Linked DNA regions of Mus musculus: region 1 is linked to region 2. A link is a contact called in public promoter capture Hi-C data. All regions are on one chromosome and are shown on one strand. Each heading gives the region's core, a stretch centred on a gene start, on an enhancer-like site or on the middle of the called end of the contact. The rest is flanking DNA. Distances are from core to core; before and after follow the strand shown.

Region 1 (3,224 bases), core at 49-2,548, 630 kb before region 2:
AACTCAGACAATATAATGATGGCAAATAAAAATAGTAACTTCCCACAAAGCCTTCCCCACACCACACTGAATCCCTTTGTTTCTACTCCCCACAAGCGTAAATGGAATAAAAGCCGAGTAACTGGGCATAGTATTGAAAGAAGGAGGTGACAAGAAGTCAAAGGAACTTAACGGAAGCTAGAATGGCAAAGATGACCGAAAAGGTAGATAGAAAGGTAGAAAAGGAAACCACAAAGAAATGGGAGGAGGGGAAAAACACTTCAAGAGCTGAGAAGTGACAGAAATCTGGTCCCACCAAGCAGAGTTAGTACGGAAATACGAAAAAAAAAAAAAAAAAAAAAAAGAAAGGAAAGGGAATTTTAAAAAGCTAATGGAACAATGGGGCGGTGAGCCTGAGTCCTGGAGACATTAGCCGGGGAATCACTGAGCGGACGGCTGCTAGGAGGTACGGGACGGGTGGGATGGAAGGGCAAAAGGGGCTGCAGTAGCTGGGAGAGGAGTCTGAGTGAGGAGCTGGGTGGGAGGCAAGTTGGTGGAGCGCGATGGGCTTGGTGGTGCCGGGGGCTAGGAGGCGAGGGTCTCAGGGGATCTCTGGGGGCGCAATGGATTGTCACATTTTTTTTCTCTCTTTTGAGAGAAGAGCAGAGGCCGTTAAAGGCAGGTGTGATGGGAGCAGAAAAGAACACACAGCTCGACCAGGCACAGGAGCCATCGTGCAGATAAGACGCAGGGAGGGAAGAGGCAGCCCAAGAGAGAGAGGAGGACGATGGAGAGGGGTCGGGAGAGGATGCGGGGGGTCTTCACTCACAGTCCAGGTGCTTTTTCTTGGGGCCCATGATCTCGTGGGTCGTGGCCTTGCATACTGTCTTAGATACCGCGGAGCCAGTGACACTGTGCTGGGCCGCGGTGATTCGGTCCGTCAGGCTCTGGCCAGACATCTCTGCGGCTCGTCCGCCACCCCTTCCGCTCCGCAGCCGGCGGGGCCTGGGACCCCCAAGCGCCCGAGGGTCCCCACCCCCCACCGCACCCCCTACCCCCACCGGCTCCCCGCCCGCCTGCCGGCCTGGGGCGGGGCTCAGGGCCGCGCGCCGCCACCCGCTCCGAGAGCCCCGGCTCGCGTGTTCCCCCGGCGGGCTCCCACACCAAGTCGGGGCCACTCCCGGGTCCCGCGCCTCAGCCTCGGCCCACCCCTTCCCTGGTCAGCTGGAGCCCGACCGGGTAAGAGGGCCAGGCAGCTGCAGGAAAATGGCGGCGCCAGGCTCCTCCTCGGAGCTTTCCGGGCTGCCCCTAGGTCACGTGACTCGGGTTCCGCCCCCTGCTCGCTTCCTCCCGCCCCTTCTCCCTTCCCTTTCCTCTCCGGCGCGCCCCCCTCCCTCGCTCCGGCGAGGGAAGAGCGGGGCGGCGCCCGCGCGCTACGTGGTGGAACCCGCCCGGCGGGCGCAACAGGAGGCCCGCCCGCGGGGGACGGCGCGGCCCGCCGCGTCACGTGACGCGCCCTGCCAACAGGTCGCCCGAGGCAGGGCCCCGCGTGTCGTAGGGGGGCGGGGGGGAGGGGCGGCCCGCTGCGCCCCTCTTTCACCCCGGAGGCGAGGACGCCCGCCCTCGTGTCAGAGGCTGACGCCGTGGGCTTGACAAAGAGGTGAGGCAGCTGCTGCCTGTGCGTAGTTTTCACCCCGAACTGGAGGTGCCTGGGCTCCGGGGCTTCGCCTCGCTCAATTTGGCGCCGACCCCACGGCCCTCCTCCTGCCTTAAAGAAAACGGCTCCAGCCAGTCTCTTTCTGAGCCTACACACAGGCCTCTTCAAATGCACCCCGCTCTCCCTTTTAGTAACAGGGCTTTGGGGCTTTTTTTTTTTTTTTCACCCCCTCGTCTTCTTTGAGAGTGTTGGAAACGTCACCTAGTTTTGTTTATCTCGACTTACTAAGAGTCGCCACGTTCCTGCCAGTCTAAATTTAGATAGAAGCCAGCCCGGTATTCATTCTCTGCGGTGTCAAATACGACAGGAAACACATAGCTTCAGTGGAATTTGAAAAGGGAAGTAGTAGGGTGATGTCAACAGTGATTAACTTGACCCTACAAGGCTGACAACCAGCGAGATTAAAGGTCCACACCATAGAAGGAAGTGAGACAGCTCGGTAAAAGGAGAAGTCCCATTCAGAGTCAGACATCAGTACCTGCGATCTCCCCTGGTTTAGCCTTTCTTCCCTTTGGCCTCTTTTCTCCTCTTGTGTGAGCCAGATTTCCATGGAAAGATATTGACTCTGCCCTGTAGGCATTTTAGACCAGTATTACATCCCGAGACTTAGATCTATGAAATCCAGAAGATCTATGAACAAAGCCTTTTTAAATGTTACTAGTGCTCCACATTTAACTCAAGAGTTAGGGATAAATTTTAAATTCTCTGTGAATGTTAAGTTACCATCATGGTTCTATGTAATCTTGCTAGTTTCAAATGAGATTCGAGCGTACTCAAAATCTGTGTACACCATCTGCCAACCAAATCTAGAATATTGCGCTTAAATCTGTTAACTCTCAACGGATGAAAAGCTAATAGATGTTTAAAATTGTGTGTGGTATGAGGAATTCTGTGGTCTCTTCACATTCCCTTTCTATCTCACACGCCATTCTGAAGCACGGTGATTTTGGCAAGAACTCACAATTCTTATTAAGGCTGCAGGTTTCATTCTTGTCACACCAGCTTGAGAATTCACAAAACTGTAAAACTCCCTTTGGTGCATCTGCATTCCATTTGTAATTTGGTACCCTGTGTTTATCAGGCAGTGGAATGACCGGGAATTTTTGTTTGGTTGGTTTTTGTCTGTGGTGTGTACTCATGTATGCATGTTCACGTGACCCACATGTGTGTGCAAGTTTTAATCCATTATAATTTCTTTTATTCTCAAACTATTCTACTAATTTCTTAGCTAATTTCTTTATCATTGTTTAACCAACTATCCAGTTAATATTTTCTGAACCTATAGTGGGATTGTTTTTGCACTAAAATTGTCTAGTAACTCTCTAAAGATTGTGTCTCCACAATGTGCCCACCCATGCCCTACCCCCATACCACCAATTAATATGTTGAATTTTAATCCTCAAGAGTGTTAAGATGTGGCCTAATGGGAAGCATTTAAATCATACACGGATTAATACTAACTATAAAAGTATTTGAAGTTCCTACTCTTTTCTCTTTCTCTTTGCCTTGTGCTCTAAAATAACCAAGC
Region 2 (3,132 bases), core at 294-2,793:
AAGACACTGTCCCTATTTCCCAGGGCTCAGGGATCACCCTCTCTACAGAACTATCTTGGCATCAATGACATGTAATTACCACTCTGTGAGTTAAACTAGCTGAGAATCTCCCATACACTTTAATAAATCTCCCAGTTAGTGTCCAGCCTCACCGCTGCATTTCCTTTCTTGGATTTATTAATACCAGTTCTATATCCAGTTCCCCGATGGGAAAAAATGCCATGTTTGGCAAAGCAGTGTGACCCAAGCGTGACTAATGTCCTCTGTGGATAAGCCATTCTGGGACACAGAACATTTTCCTTTTAAAATGGCATGCTTTACTACTCCCAGATAATTGCCAGGGCAGTCCAACGCAAAGATAGGAAACTCCACAAAATATCTCATCTTGCTTTCCCACTGTAGCAAAGATGTTTGTCGGCCAGCTACAGCAGAGTACCAGGAAGAATCATTCTGTACTGATCACCTCAATTGTGACTGTTCTTCTGTTCCATAAAGTCTCTAACGCCCCTGCTCTGTTCTTTTGGAGTTCTTAAATATAGAAAAATGCCATCAAGACTTACTGGGAGAAAGGGGAATTTAAATCGAAAAATCTAATTTTTCATGAGAGTTGTGGAAAAGGCTAAAACATTGTGATCACACTTGAATCTATAAACCTGGGCATTAACACGTGTAATTCCTTTCAGTTTATTGTTTACCAAACAGCCAGCGTTGGGTAATAAACACTCGCTAAGCGTGCTCAGATTTTCTTTACTCTCTGTCACTTTATATCTACCATTAATTAAATGTCCTTCCCATTTGCGAGCATTTCAAAGTTTCCCACTGCCCTGGAGAAGGAATTTAAAACCGTCAGGTGCACTACTCTAGCGCTGCAGTTTCTCCTGATAGCACAATTCTGTTTAGAGAGTTGTTGCTTAGTGTTTCTGACCAGTTAGGAGGAATTCCCAAGTCAAGAGTAACCTTGGGTAAAAATCAACATGTTGAAATATCACCTTGTTCTGCTTACTGCGTGATCTCAGCTTTCCTCGAATAGTATAGAAAGCAACTTTTCTCGGCCGCCGCTGCTTTTCCCCCATTCTTGGGTTGCCCCCTAGTGGTTTCCTTGACTTATAACTATGCTGCTCTCCTCCAATTCTCCGAACCCAAAAGGGACTTTCTGGTGGCTCTACTAAGTATTTGATTTAACTTTGTCTTTTCCACATCTTCTCCCATTTACAAAGGGGACATCCAAACACAGCCTCTCCCTTTTCCCTTGAAGGTAAGCAATGTGCAAAGTAGTCCAGGCACTTTGTGACGATCGATGCATTCTACTGACCGCGGTGAAATCCTTCCTAGAAGTTTCCATTGTGGCTTTGCTTCAGCGCTGTTTTCCACTTGCCTGGCGTTCACTTTCTCTGTCAACATTGGCGTGATGCCAGGTAATCTAGGGGTGCATGGATGACTTAAAGGCTGTGTTGCACTTTGAAAATGCCAATTATATATGCTGAATGCAGCTGGGCGCGAGTCCCATACTCTCATCCATAATAAACAAGTTAGCACTCTGGGGGCTCCCCCGCAGTTGGTCCCAGACTTCTTGGCTCCATCTGGATAGTTGGAACTGTGACTTGTTCACGCCCAACCATTTGAGCTTCATCCAAATGCCTTGGAAAGCCTTTGAGATCCTGTAGAAAATGAAGGAGAGGCCTGATCTGTGAGTGTCAATGCCTGACTCTCTGCTGGATGTTAGATCCCAGACATCTGTACCAGGAAGCTCAGTGCAGCAAACATTACTAATTTAAAGCCTTATTGGCTCATTAAAGAGTACCAAGAAGTTCTCAGAATTTAAAATGGTTTTATTAAAAGATTTTTCAAGAAAAATCTTACTTTTGTTAAAATCTAAATTGTAAGAGGACAGTCGATCACACAAGCTGATGCTATTTCCTCTCCAGCAACACAGGGTCTGCAGAATTGGATTAGAGACTTCTCCCAGCAAGGTTGGAGTACTGGGGATGGAGAGATGATTAGGGACACCTGCTGCTCTTGACAAGGACATTGGTCCAACTCCTAATACTCACATTGGCCAGTTCTCAATGGCTCACAATCACCGGTCACTCCAATTCCTTGGGATTCAACACCCTCTTCCTGTCCTCTGTGGGCATCTATATGGACATGGCGCATATACATACACGCTGGTAAGCACATACACTCAACATTTAAGAGTAGAGTGAGTATAAAGCAATCAGTGGGGTAACAGTACATGGTAGGAGGATACTTACTTCTTTGTATTTATAGAACGTGCTGTGTGCAAGGCACTCATTTAGGTAAAACTGAAATGGTGCATGCCCTTGTGAACGTCACATAACCACTTCCAATGAGATAACATATGAAAAATGACCTCATCTTTAGAGATGTGCACAGTCCAGTAAGATAAGGGATCTTGTGTTCTACATGACTGTGGAAAGGAGAGCCAGGATCAATGCACGGACCCTAAGGGACACCTGTTTGTCTTCAATGAAAGAAAGACTCAGTTACAATCAGCACTGGCCACAAACAGAGTGACCAGCGGCTATAGGGAACGAAGGGGCATGGCCTGCATGGTTCCTCTCGGTGGAAACAGTTTGTAAGATATTTGGAACTTAGTACAGAGAATTTCTGCAATGTTATCAAGGAGGGAATAGGTGGAATCCATGGTTCCTTCTGCTACTCAGTTTCAACACACTGGGGATGTGATGGAAACTGGGTCATTGCCATGGCTGGATGTCTTGTTAACAAGGGATCGCGAGAGCATAGCTATAAGATCTGTTCTCGATCACAACGACCAAGAGCCACAGATTGCTGACGTCTTCTGCCTCTAGCAATTAAGTGCCTGACTCTGGATCTGCCCAGGCTCAGGCAGGGGCCAGGGTAGGGGAGATCCTGTCAGGCTTCTAAAAACTAGGAGTCTGCATCTAAGCAACCAGTCACAAACATGAGGTGGTGTGGGTAATAGTATACATATGATTCATTTAGCTCTTATTTTTCTTACTTTAATATTTCCAATCATAAAAAATATGGAAAAAATAAACATCCTTAATTCTGTCTTATAGATGAGCAGACTGAGGAGCTGAGAAATTAACAGAAATTAATTAATAGTGCTATACAGCCTATTTAGTAGTA

Evidence for each region. Promoter capture Hi-C pulls out the DNA fragments that hold promoters and counts their contacts.
Region 1: a contact with region 2 is called in a promoter capture Hi-C map of pre-B cells, with 2.1 times the contacts expected there. The contact joins the promoter of Picalm here to the enhancer-like site in region 2. A contact is called at or near these places in 3 of 39 promoter capture datasets (the 3T3-L1 cell line, hippocampal neurons and pre-B cells), 1 of 484 Hi-C or Micro-C datasets (gonadal supporting cells), 1 of 115 datasets of contacts at active chromatin or transcription factors (large pre-B cells) and 1 of 9 other capture datasets (adipose tissue).

What each region holds. Positions count from the first base shown.
Region 1 is chr7:90,128,287-90,131,510 of GRCm38.p6, reverse strand. Picalm (phosphatidylinositol binding clathrin assembly protein) reads right to left here and starts at 1,298. Exons shown (of 20, transcript NM_001360867.1): 1 at 809-1,298. The coding sequence starts at 938. It overlaps 2310010J17Rik (RIKEN cDNA 2310010J17 gene), which reads left to right and starts at 1,575. Exons shown (of 3, transcript NR_046007.1): 1 at 1,575-1,639.
Region 2 is chr7:89,498,087-89,501,218 of GRCm38.p6, reverse strand. No RefSeq gene overlaps it. Among named protein-coding and RNA genes, the nearest start is that of Prss23, 18 kb to the left of the region's middle. Within about 2 kb of position 1,543, at least 51 of the 459 cell types and tissues checked have an H3K27ac peak or open chromatin away from gene starts, as enhancers often do. A contact at or near this core is called in adipose tissue, where this site is marked.